Linked DNA regions of Pan troglodytes: all the other regions are linked to region 3. The links are chromatin contacts, called in public Hi-C and HiChIP or PLAC-seq maps. All regions are on one chromosome and are shown on one strand. The core of a region is the stretch at or near the end of the contact, and the rest is flanking DNA. Distances in the headings are between cores, read along the strand shown. Region 1 holds the start of CFAP298 (cilia and flagella associated protein 298). Region 2 has its middle 15 kb from the start of TCP10L. Region 3 holds the start of EVA1C (eva-1 homolog C).

Region 1 (3,589 bases), core at 219-2,718, 200 kb after region 3:
GTGTCCACTAAAGATACAAATATTAGCTGGGCGTGGTGGTGGGTGCCTGTAATCCCAGATACTTGGGAGGCTGAGGCAGGAGAATAGCTTGAACCCGGGAGGCGAAGGTTGCAGTGAGCAGAGATCGCGCCACTGCACTCCAGCTTGGGCAACAGTAAGACCCTGTCTCTCACACACACACATACCATATATATATATATATAATTTATTTATATTTATATATAATATTTATTTATATTTATATATAATATTTATTTATATTTATATATTTAATTAATTAAAATGCAAATGTAAAATTCGGTTGCCTGGCCGCACTAGCCACATTCCAAATGCTCTACGGCCACAAGTGGCCGGCGGCTGCCCAATGGACAGCACAGATGGGGGCCCTTCCACCGCCGGAAAGTTCTGCGGCAAAGCGGGTGCCCTGGAACCTGCGCGGGGTAGGGAGACGGCGCCGCAACGCAAGAGGCCGTTTCCAGGGCGGGGAAAGATCACCAAGGCTTCCTCAACTGTAAGGGGCCGTCCCAAAGCCAGGTGGCTCGCTGCTTTACATCGGGCGACTAAAAATAGTAAATTCAGCTTTTAAAAGCCCACCTAGTTCTCATCTCACCCCTCACACGTGATTAATTGCACTAAGTCTGCTGTTCAGCCCGGCCTTTCGGCTCCCTCCTCCCTCCCCAGCCCATTTCCACTTATTCGCAGCACCCCAAATCCTGGCTCCGAGAGGCACCTGGGCCCACCTCCCAGCCCGGGGTGTCAGACAGGCCGGATCTTCTCCGGTTCCTTATTCATCTCCGGTTAACCCTAGTGTCCCGTTTCAACCCCGGCTGCTGCAAATCTCTTCAATAATCTTCACAAACCTGACCCCTCGGCCCACCCTGCCCCTCTTTCTCCATCCCACGCCGGTCTCTCGATCTGTCCTGGATGGGCCCACCCGCGAGCCGCACCTGAGCAGAGGCGCTGCACCTTGAGCCGCCCATTATAGACCCGGGCCACCTGCACCGTGAGCTCCTCCAGCTCGGTGCTCCCAGGCGCCTGCAGCAGGAACTGGCTCTCGTCGCCCCGCTTCACGTGCAGCAGAACCATGGCGGTCCCGCCGAGGTACTGAGGCGGTGAGAAGGCCCGGGCTGCGTGGCCCGCGGGTCCTGCCGGCCGAGGGTCGCCTGATCGCCAGCAGCGGCGACGCACTAACAGTCGCTCAGAGTCCGGAATCCCACGCTCCCTAGACCGCGGTGAGCGGGGGAAACTGCACTCGCTCCCGGAAGTGGATGTTGCCAAGAGCAACAGTGAAGCAGAGTTAAAAAGAGCCGCCAGCTCAAGCTCAGAACCCGAGTGGGGGAGGCTGGGGTGCACCGAGGCCCAGCAATCCACGCCCGTACGGAGCTGCGGCCGGGGAAACCACCCACACAGTCTGAGAGGACAGCTGATTCTGAGCGGACCCGCGGAAGGAGATTCGCAGAGCCCCTTCCCGGAAGTGACTGTTGTCGGGGCAACTGCCAAAACACAGACCAAGTCGCTGAAGGGGAGGGCGGACCTCCCAATCGACTGGTCTGGGGCCCGAGATTTCCACTCAGGGAGATACGTGGGCTGAGATGGGAGTTACTAGATGAGGAACGGGAAGTACGGCAGGAACCACAATCGCCGAGTTCCGCAGCAGCCGCCCCACAACCGCTCCACATTCCAGCGTCCCTTCCGCCGCTTTCAGTCTCCACTTCCGGCAACGTTTCCACGCTGTTTCCGGCCTGGGAAAGTTTGGCGGCAGCGACCTAGAACTGAGTCTTGCTGTTCGCTGCTGTTTGCGCGGGTCAGCTTTTCAGGACGGAGGGGCCAGGGCGAGTGTCCGCACTTCTTCGTTCAGGTTGATTTGGATGGCGTTGCTAGGGTAGCTCCAGCGGCTCCTGCCAGAGCGACCCTCCCGGAAATATCCAGCCATCCTCCAGCGGACTCTTGCTGAAGGCAGTCGGCGTCAGTCGCTGTTTATTCCGGGCCCCACAGATCCAGAGTCACTGCACTCATGGAGCTTATATTTTAGTGTGACAAAAAGAAAACAAAAATAAATGGACAGGCCGGGAGCGGTGGCTCACGCGTGTAATCCCAACACTTAGGGAGGCCGAGGAGGGCGGATCACCTGAGGTCAGGAGTTCGAAAGCAGCCTGGCCAACATGGTGAAACCCCTTCTCTACTAAAAATACAAAAATTAGCCGAACGTAGTGGCGCGTGCCAGTAATTCCAGCTACTAGGGAGCCTGAGGTGGGAGAATTGCCTGAACCCGGGAGGCGGAGGTTGCAGTGAGCCTAGATCGCGCCATTACCCTCCAGCCTTGGCGACAGAGTGAGACTGTGTCTCAAAAATAATAAATAAACAAACGGACAATACAAATTCAAATACAGATCTAAAGAAAACTAAACAGGTTGTTGGACTTCTTATGTTTGATGGTCAGGGAATGTACACCTTCTGCGATATTGGGAGTAATATTATCGTCTCCCGCCCTGAATATTTAGAAAAATATCACAGTGGGGTGTACACCCCTGCGATATTGAGAGTAATGTCATCCTCTCCACCCAGGAAATTACTAACAAGGTCACGGGGGGGTGTACTCCCCCTGTGATATTGGGAGTAATGTTTTCCTCCCCAAACCTGGATGTTAGCAACAAGATAACAGAGGGGGTGTACACACCCTGCGATATTGGAAGTAATATGATCCTCTCCCCCCCGGATACTGGGAAAAATATCACAGCGCGGGTATACATTTCCTTCGCTGTTGGGAGTAATATCATTCTTTTCCTCTCTGGATATCAGGAACAATATCACAGGGGTGGTGTACGTTTCCTTCGATATGGGGAGTAATATCATCCTCTCCCCGTTGGGATACTAGGAACAATATCCCAGGGGGGTGTCCACCCTCTGCGATATTGGGAGTAATATCATCCTCTGTTTCCCCGGATATTAGACACAATATCACAAAAAGATGTACACCCCCTGCGATATTGGGAGTAAGATCATACTCTCCTTCCCTGGATATTAGAAAACAATATCATCAGGGGTGAACACCCCCTGCGATAATGGAAGTAATATTTTCTCTTTTTTTCTTTTCTTTTTTTTTTTTTTTTTTAACAGAGTTTCACTCTTGCTGCCCAGGCTGGAGTGTAATGGCATGATCTCGGCTCACTGCAGCCTCTGCCTCCCGTATTCAAGCGATTCTCCTGTTTCAGCCTTCCAAGTAGCTGGGATTACAGGCATGCGCTACCACGCCCGGCAAATTTTTTTTTTTTTTTTTTTTTGTATTTTTAGTAGAGACAGTGTTTCTCCATATTGGTCAGGCTGGTCTTGAACTCCCGACCTCAGGTGATCCGCCTGATTCAGCCTCCCAAAGTGCTGAGATTACAGGCGTGAGCGATCGCGCCCAGCCACCACTTAGCATTTTCATTTTACATTTGTTGAAGTTACAGATTTATACACACATTGATTGCTGCTTTATTATACACTTGCATATACATAAAATGGGAAATAGAAAAGAATAAAATGGGTACAATATCCCTAAAGTTTCACATTCCGAAACATTTTTTAAATATTTGCTTTTTAGAAATTT
Region 2 (4,023 bases), core at 118-2,617, 160 kb after region 3:
ACACTTCCCAGCAGCATCGAGTTGGCCATCTTAAGACCCAGTTGGTGTATAATTTTTAAATATTTAATAGAAACTTTAAAATATTTGAAAAATTAATCTTACATTATCACACTGCCCATTCTGAATTGTCAGCTTCCATGAGTGTAATCATTAGCTTAACTGTCTGTACTATGTATTCTTCAAATGAAAACAAATGACATAATTATTTGGAATAATTTTTTATAAAGGTAGACAACACGATGTTTCTGTAGTGTTATTAAATTACTAGTTATCTAGTTATCTAACTTGGACAGCACTTAGCAAGTTAGATAACTGACTTGATAGTTTGTAAAACTAATCTCATTGACACTTCTTCTAGTCCAGATATTATTTTCTCCGATAAACAACCATTGTTTATAAAATCACTGTCAAGGAAAGATTAAAATAGATTTAATGAACTAAAAGAGGTAGAAGGTTTGTTTATTAAGAGGAAGAGTTCAGAGATCTGAGCTCAATACGAGTATACATCTTAAATGAAATAAAGGGAATAATGAGAAAGAAAGAAGTCAAATGAATATCTAAACATGTTTCATCAAGGAAAATACAGGAAAAACATTTGCCTATATATTCATAAAGGCAAAATGTAAATATCTAATTAAAGTGCAGTTGTAAAGAAGGACAGGCAATACAGCTTTATTAACATACAGCTGCTTTTTCCTGGTTATCCAACATCCTTGATGAAGATTAGATTTTATCACCCACCATCTCCTCAGGGTCCACCTGCGAGGTGGTGGGTTTTGCAAGTTGACAAACACAACTGAACTTTATCTATTATTCACGTTGGGTTTCTGTATGAATTTCTGTGAATAAAGTTTTCTATTACTAAATTTTTAATAGTAAAATTGAGAACGTTTTTCTTATTGCCATTATTTTTTCTTTTCTTTTTATACAATTACATTATTTTACAGCGTCTTTTAATGCTGTCAATCTATAGAAGATAGTCAGAATGTTGTTGTATTTCCTTACAGGTTCTACTGACTTTGAAGTGTTCTGAAGTTGAAGGTTATGATTCTTTCTCATTTTGTTTCAAAACAGGGTCCCCATTTCCCTAACGTAGGATTCGAGGGCACAAGCAGAGGAGGAAAGGGGTGTCAAAGTCAGAACCGCCTAGAAGGCAACGAGAAGCAGAAGCGCAGGCCTGCGAGATGCTCATCAGAGTGACTTAGCTGTGGGCTGCGGAAGGCAACGGAAGGAACTCACGTCCACTGGCCGCATTCCGCTCCCCGGAACAGAGGACAGAGCCGAGTTTCTTCAGGCAGTGGCTCCGGCCAACTCTGCCCCACAGGTAAGGAGCGCGCAGCTGCCACACACCGCAGGCAGCGCGAACACAGACTCGGCCTTCCTACGGCGCCGGCGTGTTGAGGGCGCCGCCCCCGTCGCTGCCGGGAGCCCGGCAGGCCCGTGGCCTTCCGCCTGGTTCTCCCGCCTCTGCAAGCCTCGCCTTCAGGACTCCGCCTCGCCTTCCTCTTTTCTGTTGGACAGACTCACGGGACCGTCTGTCTGGATGATGTGTGCACATTTCTTACCACGATTCCTCTGCACACCAGGTCCAGGGACTGCCGCGCTGGGGACGGCACAGCTGAACTGTGCAGGCAGCGAAGGGGCCTCACGGGGACCGCTCAGCTCCCTGAGGGCGCAGCCCCCCTGGTCGGGGGGGAATAAACTTCCGCGGTTTTCAGTGACCCAGTTTGTGGCACGGCACAGGTTGAAAAGTTAAAATCTGAGCGCGTTACTTCAGAGATGTACTGTGAGCGGCTTTGTGCAGCGAAGTGACCTGTTTACCGAACAGCGCCCTCTGTAGCCCAGTGCTCAGAACGGGCCTATTCATGATGTTCCTGCGTTGTGTTTACAGCCTCCCTGTGAGGGGGTTGCGCGCACAGGTGGACCTCGTTTTATTGCGCCTTGCTCTATCGTGCCTCGCAGATACTGCACTTTTTTTACAAATTGAAAGTTTGTGGCAACTCTGTTGGGGCACCTCTATGGGTGCCATTTTTCCAACAGCTTGTGTTCACTTCATATCTCTGTGTCATATTTTTAATTCTTGTAATATTTCGAATTTTTTCATTATCATTATATCCGTCATGGTGATCTGTAATCAGTGATCTTTGATTTTACTTTGTAATTGTTTTGGGGAACCAACGACCGCACCCACGTAAGACAGAAAACGTAATAAATGTCACGTGTGTTCCGAGTGCTCCAATGACCAGCTGCCCCCCATCTCTCTCCCTCCCCTCAGGCCTCCCTGTTCCCTGAAACGCAATTGTGGGATTACACCATTAATAACCTACAACGGCCTCTAAGTGTTCAAGTAAAAGGAAGAGACACACATCTCTCACTTTAAATCGAAAGCTAGAGATGATTAAGCTTAGTGGGGAAAGCCTGTTCCAAGTTGAGATAGGCTGAAAGCAAGGCCTTTTGCACCCAGGAGTTAGCCCAGTTGTGAATGCAAAGAAAAACCTCTTAAAGGAAATTAAAAGTGCTGCTCTAGTGAACACATGAATGACAAGAAAGCGAAACAGCCTTATTACAGTGGTCTAGATAGATCAAACCAGCCACAGCGTTCCCTCAGGCCAAAGCCTACTCCAGAGCAAGGAACTCTCCTCAGTTCCACAAAGGCTGAGAGGAGTGAGAAAGCTACAGAAGAAAAGTTTGAAAGTAGCAGAGATTGGTTCATGAGGTTTAAGGAAATAAACCATGTCCATAACATAAAAGTGCTTCCCTCCAATAAAATGTCATGAAATAAGAACTTTTTACAAATGTGCTCATTGCTGATTCCCTAGCCCTAAAACAATGCCTGCCACATGGTGACCATTGAATAGCTACGGGATGAGGGGTCAGAAGGGGCATCAGGATGAATGATCACTCATGAACAAGGCAAAACAAAGGACATTTTCAGATGAGCCAAAATTGAAAGGGTTGATTGCCCCCATCTCTTCATGCCCTCAAGTAGAAGGAAATTGTGCCCAAGAAACGGGAAAGAAGCGCCCCAAATTCTGCATAAATTTAAAAAGTTTAAAGTAAACACTGGCTATGTAAACGCCACAGTAATAATCATAACTAATGCTGAGGGTAAAGACAACTTAGAGTAAAAATCCTGGCAGAAGCCAACACAATGACATGAGAGATCGGGGAGGAGAATCAGAACTAGAAGACTCTTGAGTTGGTTGTAGAGGACGGTAAGGATACTGATACATTTTCAGTTTATGAAATAAAACCTCAGGTTAAAAGGAAAGTTATTTTCAGATTATATACTTTTCTTAATGTCTGTTTTTTATAAGATCATATTTAAAGATAAAGATTTAGAAATAGCAAAAGAGAAAGAATAGAAACAGATATACCAGACATATATTAACTAACTAAAAGAGAGCTGCTATACCTATTAGATTTAATAGACTTAAAGCACAAAGCATTAAAGGTATAAAAATAGGTGTCACTGGTTAAGGATTTTTAAAAAGAAACCAATTCATAAGAAAGAGAAAAATTACAAATGAATATTAGTAAATTCATAACCGAACTAGGATTTTTTTTTTTTTTGAGATGGAGTCTTGCGCTGTCACCCAGGCTGGAGTGCAGTGGCGTGATCTCAGATCACTGCAACCTCCGCCTCCTGGGTTCAAGTGATTGTCCAACCTCAGCCTCCTGAGTAGCTGGGATTACAGGCACACTCCACCACATCTGGCTAATTTTTGTATTTTTAGTAGAGATGGAGTTTCACCATGTTGGCCAGGCTGATCTCGAACTCCTGACTTCAGGTGATCTGCCCACCTCGGCCTCCCAAAGTGCTGGGATTATAGAAATGAGCCACTGCACCCGGCCCAAACTGGGATATTTTTAACACAGTTCTCTCATTACCTAATGCAGTGGTCCCCAACCTTTTTGGCACTAGGGACCAGTTTCATGGAAGACAATTTTTCCACGGACTGGCATGGATGTGGGTTGTGGGGGGGTTGGATGATTAAGTTCACTAAATTTACTGTGCACTTT
Region 3 (4,077 bases), core at 1,422-3,921:
GATTACAGGCGTGAGCCACTGCAGCCGGCCACATGCCATATTTTGTTTATCCATTCATCCACTGAGGTTTTCCATCTGTCAGCTCTTCTAAATAATGCTGCAAGGAATATTGGTGCATAAGTATCTGTTTGAGTCTGTCTCTGCTTTCAGTTATTTGGCATACATACTTCCAGGGCCTGCTTTTGACTCCTCCAGTCCATTTGCACTCAGCAGCTGAGAAGGACTTTTTACCAACACACATCCAATCACATCCCTTTTGTACTTACAGTTCTTTGCTGGCTTAAGATAAAAGACGGAAATGCTCACCAAAGTCTCCAGGGCCCTGAGCTCTGGCCTGCCGACCTCCAGGTCCCCTGGCTCTTCCCTTTGCTCTGCTCCAGCTGTCTAGACTTTTCTCCATCCTTCAAGACAGCCATGCTCCTTTTGGATTTCAACATGCTGGTCCCTTTTTCTAAAATGTTCATCCTCTCGCAACACCCAGGTTTTGCTAGTTCTTGCTTGGCCAATTCATCCTCTATCTTTCTCATCCATCTTGCCTTAAAATGCTCCTGAATATCTCCCTTCCTCCCTCGGGCTCAGCTCCTTCATTCCTCGCTTCTGCTCCCACGGTTCCTGTCTTTCGTGACTGTCCGTTCACGGGGCATTATTTTCCAATGTCTGTCTTCCCTGCTGTAATAGTAACTGTATGCATTCATGCACTGGAGTTGCTTCCATCTTTTGGCCATCATAAATAATGCTGCAATGAATATTGGTGTGCGAGTATGTTTGAGTCTCTGCTTTACCAGGTAAGAAAGCCTGGGGATGCTGTCACAGTGAGTAACAGTGCCCACTTAGACATTTGGAAGCCAGTGCAGACCCACAGGGCAGTGCTGCCCACTCCCAGGACTCGGGAGCATGGCTGCCTCCCTGTGCCAACACTGTCAGTCACTAGCGCAGAACCTGGCACACGTTGGTACCAATTCATATCTAAACTGGATGAATGAACAGACAGAATGGAAAGTACAGGAGGGACCCGAGTTTTGGACAAACATTACTTACCCTGTGGCTCCTAAGTGCTGGGCATCCTTACCCACACTCCCAGCTTCAGTTTCCCTAACCTAGAGAGCGCACACTAATATTTATGTTCAAATGTTATTGGGGAGGTTGAGTTTTTATTTAATATTTGAATGTAGATTTTAAAAATCATTATGCCAGACAGGCTGGGCCTCACTCGATAAACACTGATGTTTAGCATTTAACACACCTTTCCCCAGACTGGAAGAAGAGGCCGAGATCCCAATTCGGTGACCCAGCCCCTGCTGGAGTACTAGGTGGTATCTAATGCCATCCACCCTTCCGGGATCTTTACGGCCCACCTCTGAGTGGGTCCCACGGGGACCCTCAGCCGCATTTTCTTTCTGCAGGCCTCCCTGCACACTCCGGGGCGTTCGCAGCTCTGGAGCCCGCGGGGCAGTGCGTCCGGCCCCGCCCTGGGCCTCATTATCTACGTTTCCGCGTCACGCCCGCCGCGAACTTGGCAGGACCTCCCGCCGGGTTCGGGAACACTGTGTGCCTAGCGCCCGCCCTCCTCCCTTCCGCCGGCCCCGCGCGGTCCATAGGGTTTGGGTCGCTGGGCGCCAGGTACCCGCACCCGGCAAGCAGCCACGGAGCCCCTCGCGCACTTGTCCTCGATACCCTTGAGTTGGGGCTACGCAGGCCACTCCTAGGCCACTGGCTGGGCGTCCGAACGTGGGTCACCCCGCACACAGTCTAGAGGTTCAGAAAGATGCTGTGGCCCACTTTAAAACAAAGCCCAATTATTAGCGCTCGGCGGCTGTTTGCGCCGGTGCAGTGTCAGATCCCCCAGCGCTGCGGACAACCAGCACCCAAAGGAAGCCGAGCTGGAGCTAAAGATCCCGGCTCCGGAGCCATCTGACCGGTTTTGAGACCTCCAGCTCGTCGCCGTCCTGGCTGCGAGAGCTTGGGCACGGCGCCGGGGCTCAGTCTCCGCTTCTGTGAAATGGCGATAACTGTATGTGCCGGGTGACTGCACGTGGCGCGCGGCGGGTGGCGGGGATGGCAGCGGTGCGATCCCACGCCTCCAGGACCCCACCTTCCTGCGGCCCCCGATCGGCCCCGCCCCGGGGGCGCCCCAGCTGCACGCGCGGCGCTGGCTCCAAAGTGCGTCACGGGCACCGGCCGCGCTCCTTCTGCCGCCAGGGCGAGGCTGGCACCCGGCCAGCGCGGGCAGGGCCACGGGTGCCCGGCTGTTTCCCGGGTGTGGAAGGCGCTCAAGGTGCGCGGCCCGGGGCGCGCTACTGGGGGCGCCCTCCGCGGTGGGCAGCGCGCCAGGGATCGGCCTGGGCAGCCGCGGGGCGCGCGAAGGCTGCGCTTTCCCTACGGCCCCCCTCGCTTCCTCCGGCACGGCGGCAACGGAGATTTCCTCTCGGGGAAACTACGCGGATCCTTTTCGGGGATCCTCGCCCCGCCCCAGTTCTCCGCCCCCTCCCCTTTGCTGGGGCGCCTGGGCTGGCCCGCGCAGGGGAGGAGGCTCTGGCAGCCTGGGCAGGGAGGCGGCGGGGGGCCGCGGAGCCGCTGGCCATCGATTCTCCCCGCCATGTGACGCCGTCCTTAGCCCTGCGACCCCCAGCGCGTCCCGGGCCTGCGCCTCCGCCCCGCCGCGCAGCGCACCATGCTTCTGCCGGGACCCGCACGCCAACCGCCGACGCCCCAGCCCGTGCAGCATCCCGGCCTCCGCCGGCAGGTAGAGCCGCCGGGGCAGCTCCTGCGCCTCTTCTACTGCACTGTCCTGGTCTGCTCCAAAGAGATCTCAGCGCTCACCGACTTCTCTGGTAAGAGCGCCCTCCCTGGCTGTGTGCCCCCGGCACCGCGGAGCGCCCAGGTGAGCCCTCGACTGGGGGCAGCCGCCCCAGTGGACACGGCGGGGTAGGATTAAAGTTGAGGCAGGCTCACAGACACTTGTCTTGTCTGGTGTGAGCCCTTGGCATATAGGTGGCTGCAAGTGAAGTGGCGACGGGGGACTGCCACTCCCAAGAAGGAAGGGTGTGTAATGTATTCAGAGTTTCTCACCCTGCTGTTGACCTCGTCAGTTTCCTAGCATTAGGGACCTGGTCCTGAGCCACGCTCGTTCTATGGAGGCTCCTTAAACTGAGCCCTGTGCCGCGCCCAGCCCTGTAAAATACACGTGTTGTGGTCGGAGGCGTTGCACCGCGTTTGTCACCCGCGTAGCCCGTTTGCCCATGTAAGGAGACTAGCCCAGGGGACACTGGACCTCGAGTCCACATGGCAGGTAGAAAGGGAAGCCCGCGGGGACTGGAGGTCTGGTGGAAAGGCAGTGAGGGATGAGGAGATACTTAGATAAGAGAGAGGAGCCTCTCTGCCAAAGTGTACCAGGGTCCTCCCTCTCCAATTCCAGTTTCCTTCACAGAAAATAATGACTTCCTACTCTCGAATAAACTAGGAGGCTTTTCTTTTTGGGAATCGTGATCCAGGCTCTCGCAGCGGATCCCAGATAGTTCTGAGCTTACAGGTGTGACGCCCCAAAGTGAAAGGGATTTCTAGGTTGACGATAGCCATGGGAGCACATGCTTAAGTTAGCGCTGCAGTTGCTTAAGGTAACACATGTCCTTGCCGCTGAAGCACACCTGGATCTCCCTCTGGCAAGGCTGGAGGCCTTCAGCCTTCCCCAGCCCAGCTTAGGGAGCAGCTCTGAGCCCCATACTCCTCCTTCTCCAGGGATCTTCTGCCAAGTTCAGGCTTTGCACAGTCAGTCCCTATCGGGTCCTGCAGTGCAGAGTCTTTTGCAACATAATGGTGGTAAAGGGAGTCCTCCTCAGTCCTGTTTGTGCAGTAGGCTAGTACATAGCAAAGAACAAGGGCAAACCAGAAGTTGAGTTGGGGTTCTAGTTTACTTACAGAGAATGTCATTGTTAGTGGAGAGCCCTTAGGTCAGAGGTTCTTTGCTTTGAATATGTAATATCAAGGCAGTATTCCTACCTAGCAAAGGAAGCCAAGATAAGCCCATTTGGCAAGCCACCCATGGCCCTTAAAATCAAGCATCCCAGGATCAGAACTCTG

Evidence for each region. Hi-C and Micro-C count contacts between places; a contact is called where the count stands out from the background. HiChIP or PLAC-seq counts read pairs in DNA pulled down with a chosen protein or histone mark.
Region 1: an H3K4me3 HiChIP or PLAC-seq map of stem cell-derived excitatory neurons shows a contact between it and region 3, with 4 times the contacts expected there. The contact joins the promoter of CFAP298 here to the promoter of EVA1C in region 3. A contact is called at or near these places in 1 of 7 Hi-C or Micro-C datasets (induced pluripotent stem cells) and 1 of 1 datasets of contacts at active chromatin or transcription factors (stem cell-derived excitatory neurons).
Region 2: a Hi-C map of stem cell-derived neural progenitor cells shows a contact between it and region 3, with 1.9 times the contacts expected there. The contact joins the enhancer-like site here to the promoter of EVA1C in region 3. A contact is called at or near these places in 2 of 7 Hi-C or Micro-C datasets (blood and stem cell-derived neural progenitor cells) and 1 of 1 datasets of contacts at active chromatin or transcription factors (stem cell-derived excitatory neurons).

What each region holds. Positions count from the first base shown.
Region 1 is chr22:33,321,600-33,325,188 of NHGRI_mPanTro3-v2.0_pri, forward strand. It overlaps CFAP298 (cilia and flagella associated protein 298), which reads right to left and starts at 1,469. Exons shown (of 7, transcript NM_001350328.1): 1 at 948-1,469. The coding sequence starts at 1,086.
Region 2 is chr22:33,277,419-33,281,441 of NHGRI_mPanTro3-v2.0_pri, forward strand. No RefSeq gene overlaps it. Among named protein-coding and RNA genes, the nearest start is that of TCP10L, 15 kb to the right of the region's middle. Within about 2 kb of position 1,368, at least 11 of the 24 cell types and tissues checked have an H3K27ac peak or open chromatin away from gene starts, as enhancers often do. A contact at or near this core is called in stem cell-derived neural progenitor cells, where this site is marked.
Region 3 is chr22:33,118,948-33,123,024 of NHGRI_mPanTro3-v2.0_pri, forward strand. It overlaps EVA1C (eva-1 homolog C), which reads left to right and starts at 2,672. Exons shown (of 8, transcript NM_001071812.2): 1 at 2,672-2,831. The coding sequence starts at 2,672.